Linked DNA regions of Hordeum vulgare: regions 1 and 3 are each linked to region 2. Evidence: chromatin contacts called from public Hi-C data. All regions are on one chromosome and are shown on one strand. Each heading gives the region's core, a stretch centred on a gene start, on an enhancer-like site or on the middle of the called end of the contact. The rest is flanking DNA. Distances are from core to core; before and after follow the strand shown.

Evidence for each region. Hi-C and Micro-C count contacts between places; a contact is called where the count stands out from the background.
Region 1: a contact with region 2 is called in a Hi-C map of seedling, with 4 times the contacts expected there. The contact joins the promoter of LOC123396626 here to the promoter of LOC123396558 in region 2. A contact is called at or near these places in 4 of 6 Hi-C or Micro-C datasets (leaf and seedling) and 1 of 1 datasets of contacts at active chromatin or transcription factors (embryo).
Region 3: a Hi-C map of seedling shows a contact between it and region 2, with 2.3 times the contacts expected there. The contact joins the promoter of LOC123395452 here to the promoter of LOC123396558 in region 2. A contact is called at or near these places in 1 of 6 Hi-C or Micro-C datasets (seedling) and 1 of 1 datasets of contacts at active chromatin or transcription factors (embryo).

The regions. Positions count from the first base shown.
Region 1 is chr5H:428,656,053-428,658,983 of MorexV3_pseudomolecules_assembly, forward strand. It overlaps LOC123396626 (phospholipid:diacylglycerol acyltransferase 1), which reads left to right and starts at 1,491. Exons shown (of 6, transcript XM_045091511.1): 1 at 1,491-2,222. The coding sequence starts at 1,729.
Region 2 is chr5H:428,391,878-428,394,577 of MorexV3_pseudomolecules_assembly, forward strand. LOC123396558 (protein Brevis radix-like 1) reads right to left here and starts at 1,320. Exons shown (of 5, transcript XM_045091463.1): 1 at 890-1,320; 2 at 243-652. The coding sequence starts at 1,048.
Region 3 is chr5H:428,054,634-428,057,579 of MorexV3_pseudomolecules_assembly, forward strand. LOC123395452 (transcription factor TB1-like) reads left to right here and starts at 1,543. Exons shown (of 1, transcript XM_045090455.1): 1 at 1,543-2,946. The coding sequence starts at 2,509.

The DNA of each region.
Region 1 (2,931 bases), core at 241-2,740, 260 kb after region 2:
GCAAAAACACTACAAAAAACACAACTAATTTGGAAACTACAGGGAGGGAGGGGACAAACCTGTGTCATGAGCAGTCACAAAGTGAGAATCCATCTATATATGAGTGATGCCCCCTTGTTTGTTTTCTTTTTTGTGAAGATCTTGCTCTTCCTGCATGTTTTTGTGTCACATGGAGACATTTTTTATCAGTGTGTTTTTTCTGACTTCTTTGTTTCTGTAATGGGTGATTTGAGATCAGAAGATGAAGATCCAGAGGGAGAAAGAGAGGTGGATATCTGAAGGGGCCAAGAAAAAGAGAGAGGGTTTGCCTTTTTGAGTTGGAGAAAACAAGAGATCTGAGGGAAAACAACAGATCTGAGGGTGCTGTTTTTGTAGTCCTTTTCTGTAAGCAGATTCATATTTGTGGGAAACTCCAGAATTTAGATGGAGCAGTTGCATACCTGTAATTTTTTACTGCCTTGGATCACTTGGACAACTCCTGAAATTGTCTCTTTTCTTGATGCTTTTTTTCTGTTGGTATTTTGTTTCTTGCTGGTATGTTCATGCCAGTGGGCTTTTGTGGAGGGAGGAAGAAGACAGGGGGGGAAGAGATCACGGTGGGGGGTGGGGGGTAGGGGATATGAGATGGGTTTGGGATTGGTGGTGGGGGAGAGGTAGATATTTATGGTGCTGGTGGGGGCTTCAGGCAGAAAAAAGAGGGAAATGGTGGGGCTGCGGGCAGGTGTGGGTTGTTTTGGTTGCCAGGCTGGCAACCTGGCCGCCGCACGGGAAGACCTGTGTGCGGCGCCGCTCGGTAGTGGGCCCCTAAAAAGTTTCATAAGTACTCCCTTCATAAATAAAGAAATATAAGAATGTTTAGATCATTAAAATAGTGATCTAAATACTTATTTTTTATAAAAATATATTTAATAAATACTTCATATAAAATTAACCGTTGGTGAAACGAGTGCATATACAGACTGGACACTTATTTCAACAATGACTAATTATGGACGGAGGAGTATATTCAAAGGTCAGCGACGTTTAATTCTGGACGGAGGAGTATATTCAAAGGAATTCAAATTATTTTAAGTGCATTATTGCATGAGAATAGGAATTTAAATTATTTTAAGTCCATTATTGCATGAGAAGAATGGATCGTGCTCTGCACCTGCAACAGTAATGGAAAAACCGTGCCAACCACCGTAAAAAAACCAAAGAAAAATCACGTTTTGGCGAGGTTGTGCTCTGGCTGGATCGCCATTACTATCTGCAAGCTACGCCGGCCCCACTTCACCGTCCTTGACCGCTACCCCTGGGCCCCACACGGGTTCCAATCAATAGAGGCAGGAGAGCTCCGCCCCCACCACCTCTCACCCGCACCCGCACCGCGTCTTCACGAACCAGAACCACAGACCCGTCCCGTGCCACCGGGCCCAGGCTGGCAGCCACCCGTGGCCAGCTCGGCGCACGTACATCGGGCGCAGGGGAGCGAGCGATCGCTCCGGTGCGGTGCGACGGTCGCCTACGGCCTCGAGCCTCCTCCCTCTCTCCCGACCTCACAAACGCTAGCCCCGCCACGCCCCCGCCCCCGCCCCGCCCCCGCACCTCCCGACCTCGCTCCCTCCGCCTCCTTGGGCCCGGCCGGCGCCTAGGGTTTCGCGGGCCGCCGCCGGCGATGCGAGTGCGCCCGCGCAGGTAGCCCCGCCCCGCCCGCCGATCCCATTCGCCCGCCCGCCCGCGCGCGCCATGTCGCTCCTCCGGAGGCGGAAGCAGCAGCAGCCGCCGCCGCCCTCGCCGGGCGACGACAGCAATGGCTCCGACCACGACGACAAGGACAAGGACAAGGGCAATGGGAAGAAGCCGGCGGAGGAGCAGCCGTCCTCGTCCGCCTCCGGGCCGCCGTCCAAGGAGGCCGGGAGGCGGGCCAAGGCCAAGTGGTCGTGCGTCGACAGCTGCTGCTGGCTCGTGGGCTGCGTCTGCTCCTCCTGGTGGCTGCTGCTCTTCCTCTACAACGCCATGCCGGCCTCCTTCCCGCAGTACGTCACGGAGGCCATCACCGGCCCGCTACCGGACCCGCCCGGGGTCAAGCTGCAGAAGGAGGGGCTGCAGGCCAAGCACCCCGTCATCTTCGTGCCGGGGATCGTCACGGGAGGCCTCGAGCTCTGGGAGGGCCACCACTGCGCCGAGGGGCTCTTCCGGAAGCGCCTCTGGGGCGGCACATTCGGCGACGTGTACAAGAGGTCGCTTTCTTTACCTGTTAGGTGTTGCATTCGCATCCGTCCCGTGTCCGTTAAGTGTCTGCTTTGTTTGGTCGTTACTCGTTAGGGCGGCTTTAGTAATCTACGCTAGGATCCTTTAATAGATCGAGTCCCATGTTATTCTTTTTGGTTTGCTTTGTTGTTTGCCGAGCTTTTGGGAATTGTTTTGGCAGAGTTAGGACTTCAGGACAGTAGTCTGATTCCCATAGGCTGTCAATCCCTCATGTTCTCCAACGCCCTTTCTGCAGATATTTTATATTTTTTTTATCTTACTGATGTATCTCAGTTGTAGGACTAGAGGTTTGTTCCAGATCTTCTGAAGTCTGGGTTAGGGCGTATTGTTCTTCAGTGGCAAGGCGCTCAGACAAGAACTAGGATTTAGGTGCCATGGAAGGATTAACTGTGTTTCTTAAGCTAGTTTTGTACTGTTTAACTGCGTAAGTACTTATTAGGGTATTCACATGACATGTTGGGTGTGACAATCACTTTGAGCTGCCTTGAAATGCTGGTTTTTGTTGCTAGCGTGGGAGCAGGATTTGAGTGGGCAAGAGGCGACTTGGAGAGCTGCATGGAGTGTGCATGTTGTAAAACTAGGCAACATTGTGTCCCCCACAGGCGCTATGAGGGAACGTTGATATAGGGAAATTCTTGTACAAGAGAAATGCACCATTCTAGATTATGGCTGTTCAGG
Region 2 (2,700 bases), core at 70-2,569:
TCCGTGCACTGAGCAGTAAAAAAGATGAAACATGCTACTTGAAACTTCAATTCGTTGAGAGTTGTTCAACACACTGCGCTTCATCTATCTGCGTTTTTTTACCAAATTTAACACACACAAAAATCTATTCATATGCAGGAGGATCTCAAAATTCCAATCACATTTTCTGAAAATGTGGCCACCAAGATATTTTCCAGCCAACAATCAGAGTAATGCAGGCGCAATCGCGTAAGAGCACACACCTGAATCGGATGCGTTTGAGGTCGTTGCCACCTTGCGGCAGCGAGACGAACGTGATGAGGACGCCGGGCTCAACCTGCGCCACCCACTCCTTGGCGTTGTCTTCCTTGCCGCCGCCGCCGCCGCCGCCAGATGACATCCCGTCCTCCTCCTCTTCCTCCTCCTCGTCGCCGACGGGGAAGTCGGTGCGCGCGCTCATGGACGGCGTGGCGTCCCCGCTGGAGCCGCCGCCCGCGGCGCGCCGGTACGCGTAGTGGAAGCGGTCGGAACCCGAGGCAGCGTCGGAGCCTCGGAAGCCGCTGCCGCCGCGGTGGTGGTACGGGTGGTGCCGCCCCGAGGCCCCCGCGGAGGAGCCGGCGCAGGGCTTGCAGTGCCGGTACGCGCCCGACGCCTTGAGCGCCATGTCCTTGATCTGAACCCAAGAAAATCCCCCGTCAATTCAGTCCCACCCGATCTGATGATTACGACCTCGAGACAAGATTCCAAGACCTAAAAGGCCGTGACTTGCAGACAGATTCAGACGGATTAAAAAACTCGTCGTCCCCTTCCGATGAACAGAGCAAGAGAAACAAAACAAAACAAAAAATCGACATTTTCTCAAGCAGGACTCCAGTCGCAAGAGAGAGGAAGCGCAGTCCCGAGAGCCCACCTGCGCCGTGAGCGCCTTGATGGCCTGCCGGGTGCTGGGCGTGGCAGCGCCCCCCACGCCCAGTCCGGCATCGATGACGTCCTCGTCCTCCGGCGGCTCGTGGAGCGGCGGCACACCGCCGCCGCCGAGCTGCCTGGAGCAGGCGATGCACGTGAGCATCCCGCCGCCGGCGAGCACGCGCCTCTGACCGACAGACAGAGACAGACCCTCCCGCCCCGGAAAGCGAGACCGGGAGCGGCGCGCGGCCTTAAATGGTGGGGCGGCACGTAGCGCACGGACGGCGACACGGACCAGGACGTGGCGAGGTAGTACACACGCGCGCGCGCGCACGCCCCTCGTCGCCTCCGATCTCGAGCTCGAGTTAAGGGCATTAATGGCCGGATTATAGTATATCGCGGGTTAATGGCAGCAGCCGCACTGCGGGCGGCACGAGCCAAGTGGGATTTAATTTATGGAGCGGCTGCCTGCCCGACTCCACGGGCTCGACTGGATCGACGGACCCATCAATGTAAAGCTTCCCTGACACGCCGCTGGTGGGTCGCGGGCCCCCGAGGGGCCGCGGCCGTGTGGCCACTGGCAGGAGTAGTACTACTTGCCACTGCCATTGCCAGCGGAGAGGGAGAGTGAGGCCAACTTCAATGCTAGACATGCATCAAACGCGCGGCCGTATCACAAATTCTTCGCATTGCAAAAATAAAAAATAAAAAAACGAATACATTTTAATAACATAATCTATACCTAATACTCCCTCCGTCCGGAAATACTTGTCCTAAAAATGAATATAATGAATGTATCTATAACTAAAATAAGTCTAGATTCATCTATTTCTAGAACAAGTATTTCCGGACGGAGGGAGTAATAAAGTGGCTATTGCTTTCCTCGGAAAACCCACCACAGCATTTTTATAAAAAAGTTCATGTAATTTTTGTTATTCAAACCGCGCTCCATCATTTATCTGCAACGCAAAATGAAAAAACGATTCGCTGCAAAAATTATACCCGTACGCATCGCCTCCTCCCGTTGACCCTGGGCCACCCTGGCCTGTGCCCAGGCCACCGCCACACCACTCGTCGCCGCGGCCGACCTCAACCGCCACCGCTGCCGATCTCAATCCACCCGCCTCCGCGGCCGTACCTCTCCCCGCTCACTGCCTCCGTTGCGACTCTCGAGCGCATCGCGTCGACCCTGGTCCACCCTGGCCTGTGCCCAGGTCGCTGCCACACCACTCACCGCCGCGGCCGACCTCAACCACCACTGCTGTCGATCTCAACCCACCCGCCTCCGCGGTCATATCTCTTCCCGCTTGCTGCCCCCGTTTCGGCGCTCGAGCACAGCTTCTGGATCAAATCAACGCGACAGCTACAGTGACTCGGGATGATGTGTCTCCTCGATGCAGAACGGCGGCGGCGCGCGGATAAGGCGCGGTGGAGCGAAGTACTTGCAGGTGGAGGTGGGCCTCCATGGCTCACACGGGGAACTCCGAGGTTATGGCGCGGCAACGGTGATTTCATTTGGCCAGATAGAGGCGCCTAACCCTTGCTCCCCTCATCGTATCCCCTCCTCCGGCAGGAACTCATCATCTGGTGAGATCCCCTCCCCATGCATCCAACCGTGTGCCAAGCACCAGCAAGAATTTTTGTTTTGTGGTGATTTGTTTGGTGATGAATGAATGTATTGAATGTAAGATTGCATTGTTGTAGAGACAGAGAATGGAACACCCCATTCAGTTTGTCATCTGATCCCACATTCTCTATCCATAAGTGAAATAAGATAACAATCCATTGATCAATTCACGTAACCTCTTTGTTTTG
Region 3 (2,946 bases), core at 293-2,792, 340 kb before region 2:
TTAAGTGTGGCTCGGGCATTTCATCGAACACCTCATGTGCATGCATAGAACGATGAACACAACAGGGCATGCACATCTCCCACACGGCCAAAAATAGAGGAGAGGGTGGGCAGGGGCGAGGGCATATATAGGCATTTCTTTGGTCCCGGTTGATGGCTAGAACCGGGATAGAAGACTGACCTTTAGTCCCGGTTCCATCCACCAACCGGGACTAAAGGTTCTGCGCCAGAAGCGAGGACCATTGGCCCCGGTTCGTGTCTAAAACCGGGACCAAAGGGGTTAGGCGAATCGGGACCCTGGCCTGGCCGGCGTCCTCGCCTCATGAACCGGGACTGATGCACCCATTAATCCCGGTTCGTAACAAAACTAGGATTAAACCTCTTATTTCACCTGAACCAAAACCATGTTTTCTACTAGTGTCAAGAACCCTACCCTCAATTATCAATCGTTTTTCCATCAACGGCCTTGTCCCGCGACATGCACAGATACTCCACCCGGTCAACGCTGGTTCAGGATAACTCACATTTTCTCCGTAGCGAGCATTGGCCTTGTGCAAGTAACTATTTAAGTAAGAATTTTCATAACCTTGGATCAAAGAACGCCGCATAAAATTGTTTCACTACAACTAAAGAGAAATTGATCTTTATAGGATTCCAAAATGGAACATATTGCTATCGATCCTATGTTGTTTTCATATCCTATGAATTGATCAAGAAACCCTCAATTAACTATCCAATGGAACATATATAGAAACTGCATATTGCTATCTAATGGAACCTAAAGAAATAACTATATATATGCATGTTTCATAACCTTGGATCAAAGAAAGCCTCAAAACATACCTCGCTCATTGAAAGATCAAGACATGGAGTTTGAAACATAGTTGGATGACGGCAACACCTCGTTGACCGGCCGTGTACTCCAGATCAAGCCCCAGAACTTCTCATGCTCCAGCGCGGCGTCAAGCCATCCCTTCAATTGTCTAAGAAAATGCGACATCTCCCTGCTGTTGTTCGTGTACACAACATCCAGCTTGGTCTTGCCATGTGCGAGCACCTCTCCGTAGTGAGTTGGCATGGTGGAAGAAGAGAAGGGAAGAAGAGAGGGGAAGAAGAGAGGAGAGCGAGAGAGGAGAAGAGCAGAGAAATGGCGATAGACTCTGCTTCGGTTGTGCTTTTCATCGCTGGAAACGAAGCGGGAGGCAAACCGTTTGGGCCTTTAGTCCCAGTTTGAGCCACCAACTGGGACTAAAGGGCGATACTAACGGCTGCCACCACCACTTCGTCCCGGTTTGATCTACTAACCGGGACTAAAGGGGATACGAACGGTCCACCTGGTCCCAGTTTGATTCACCAACCGAGATTAATGGGGTTACGAACGGTCGCTGCCTATTGGTCCCGGTTCATGTCTGGGACCGGGACCAAAGGGTTGACACGAACCGGGACTAATGGCCCACGATGCCCGGCTGGCGCCCTGGCCTCACGAACCGGGACCAATTATATCATAGGTCCCGGTTCATGAATGAACCGGGACTAGTGGGATTGCAGACCCTGGACCAAAGCCCTCTTTCCTACTAGTGTGGTATACCTATGCACAATTGTGGAGCTAGCTTGTCAAATTATTAACTTATGATGACATATGAGTTCTTTGTACTACAAAATCATACGTACATGCACACTGTCTATGGAGAGACCACATAGATTTATATGTCACATAAACGCCTGCATTCCCACGTGTCCCTACAGTACAGTACTGTAGCCCTCGATCGACCGCAATAATGCCTTCATCATTCCCTCGCGAACTCTCCTAACTACGCACACCAACATCAGACAGCTACGGACCTACCTACCTACGGGTCGAGCTCGACCTATGCGTAGCCCAGGCTGCCGCCCTGCGCATACACGCGCAGTAGTGACGCAACAGTCGTCGATGGCCAGACAGCGCGCCACCACCCACAGCGACGGGCGCCATTGCTCGAAACTCAAATGCCCTCACTGCCCTCTGTGACCTAGCTAGCATAGCATGCAGCAAAATCACTGATAAAAAACAAACAAAACGCGCGCGTACACATCGCACCCACACCCACACCCTATATGCTAGCTCCACTAATAAATACCTAGCTGCCTAGCTCACCACTCCCATCTTTCAGCTTCCTGTAGACCCCTTTCTCCATCCCCAACCTTTGCCCTCCCTTCTTTCCCCTCTCTGGCTGCTGGCCTTCCCATTAAGCCGGTTGATAGATCGATGCACATCAGCGCATGTACATCAATGGGAGCTAGTGGGGATGGAGAGTTGGGCACCATGCTGAGCTGAGCTTATATCACCATCGTTCGTACCTAGTCACTTCCAATATAGTCGATCTCATACTTCTCATGTGAAAGAGGAAGAAGAGAGTCCTCAACCAACTAGGAGTAGAAGCAACTGTAGTGTTAGATCAAGAAGTAGATCTTGCTGTAGGAAGATATATTGTACTCAAGTGCAGGCAGCTACTAGCTACTGCACTCGCCAATGTTGCCTTACCACCCTAACCCTCACGGTTTCTGGATCTCCCGAGAACCGCCCGCGCAGACGCCAAACCCTGCCAGCAGCTTCTCCATGGCGCCTCCCGCGCATCAGGACCATCAGATTCAGCACTACGACCACTTCTTCCCGGGCCATGGCAACCAGTTCAACTCCGAGACGCTGGAGGCGGTGCTCAGGCCGCGTCCGCCGGCTCCTCCTCTGGCGGACATGCCGCCGGGGAACGGGCCAAGAACTGGCGCAGTGCAGGCCGCCGGCGCCGGACACGCGAGGGCGAGGAAGCGGCCGTTCAGGACGGACCGGCACAGCAAGATCCGGACGGCGCAGGGCGTCCGGGACCGCCGGATGCGGCTCTCCCTCGACGTCGCGCGTGACTTCTTCGCGCTGCAGGACCAGCTCGGCTTCGACAAGGCCAGCAAGACTGTG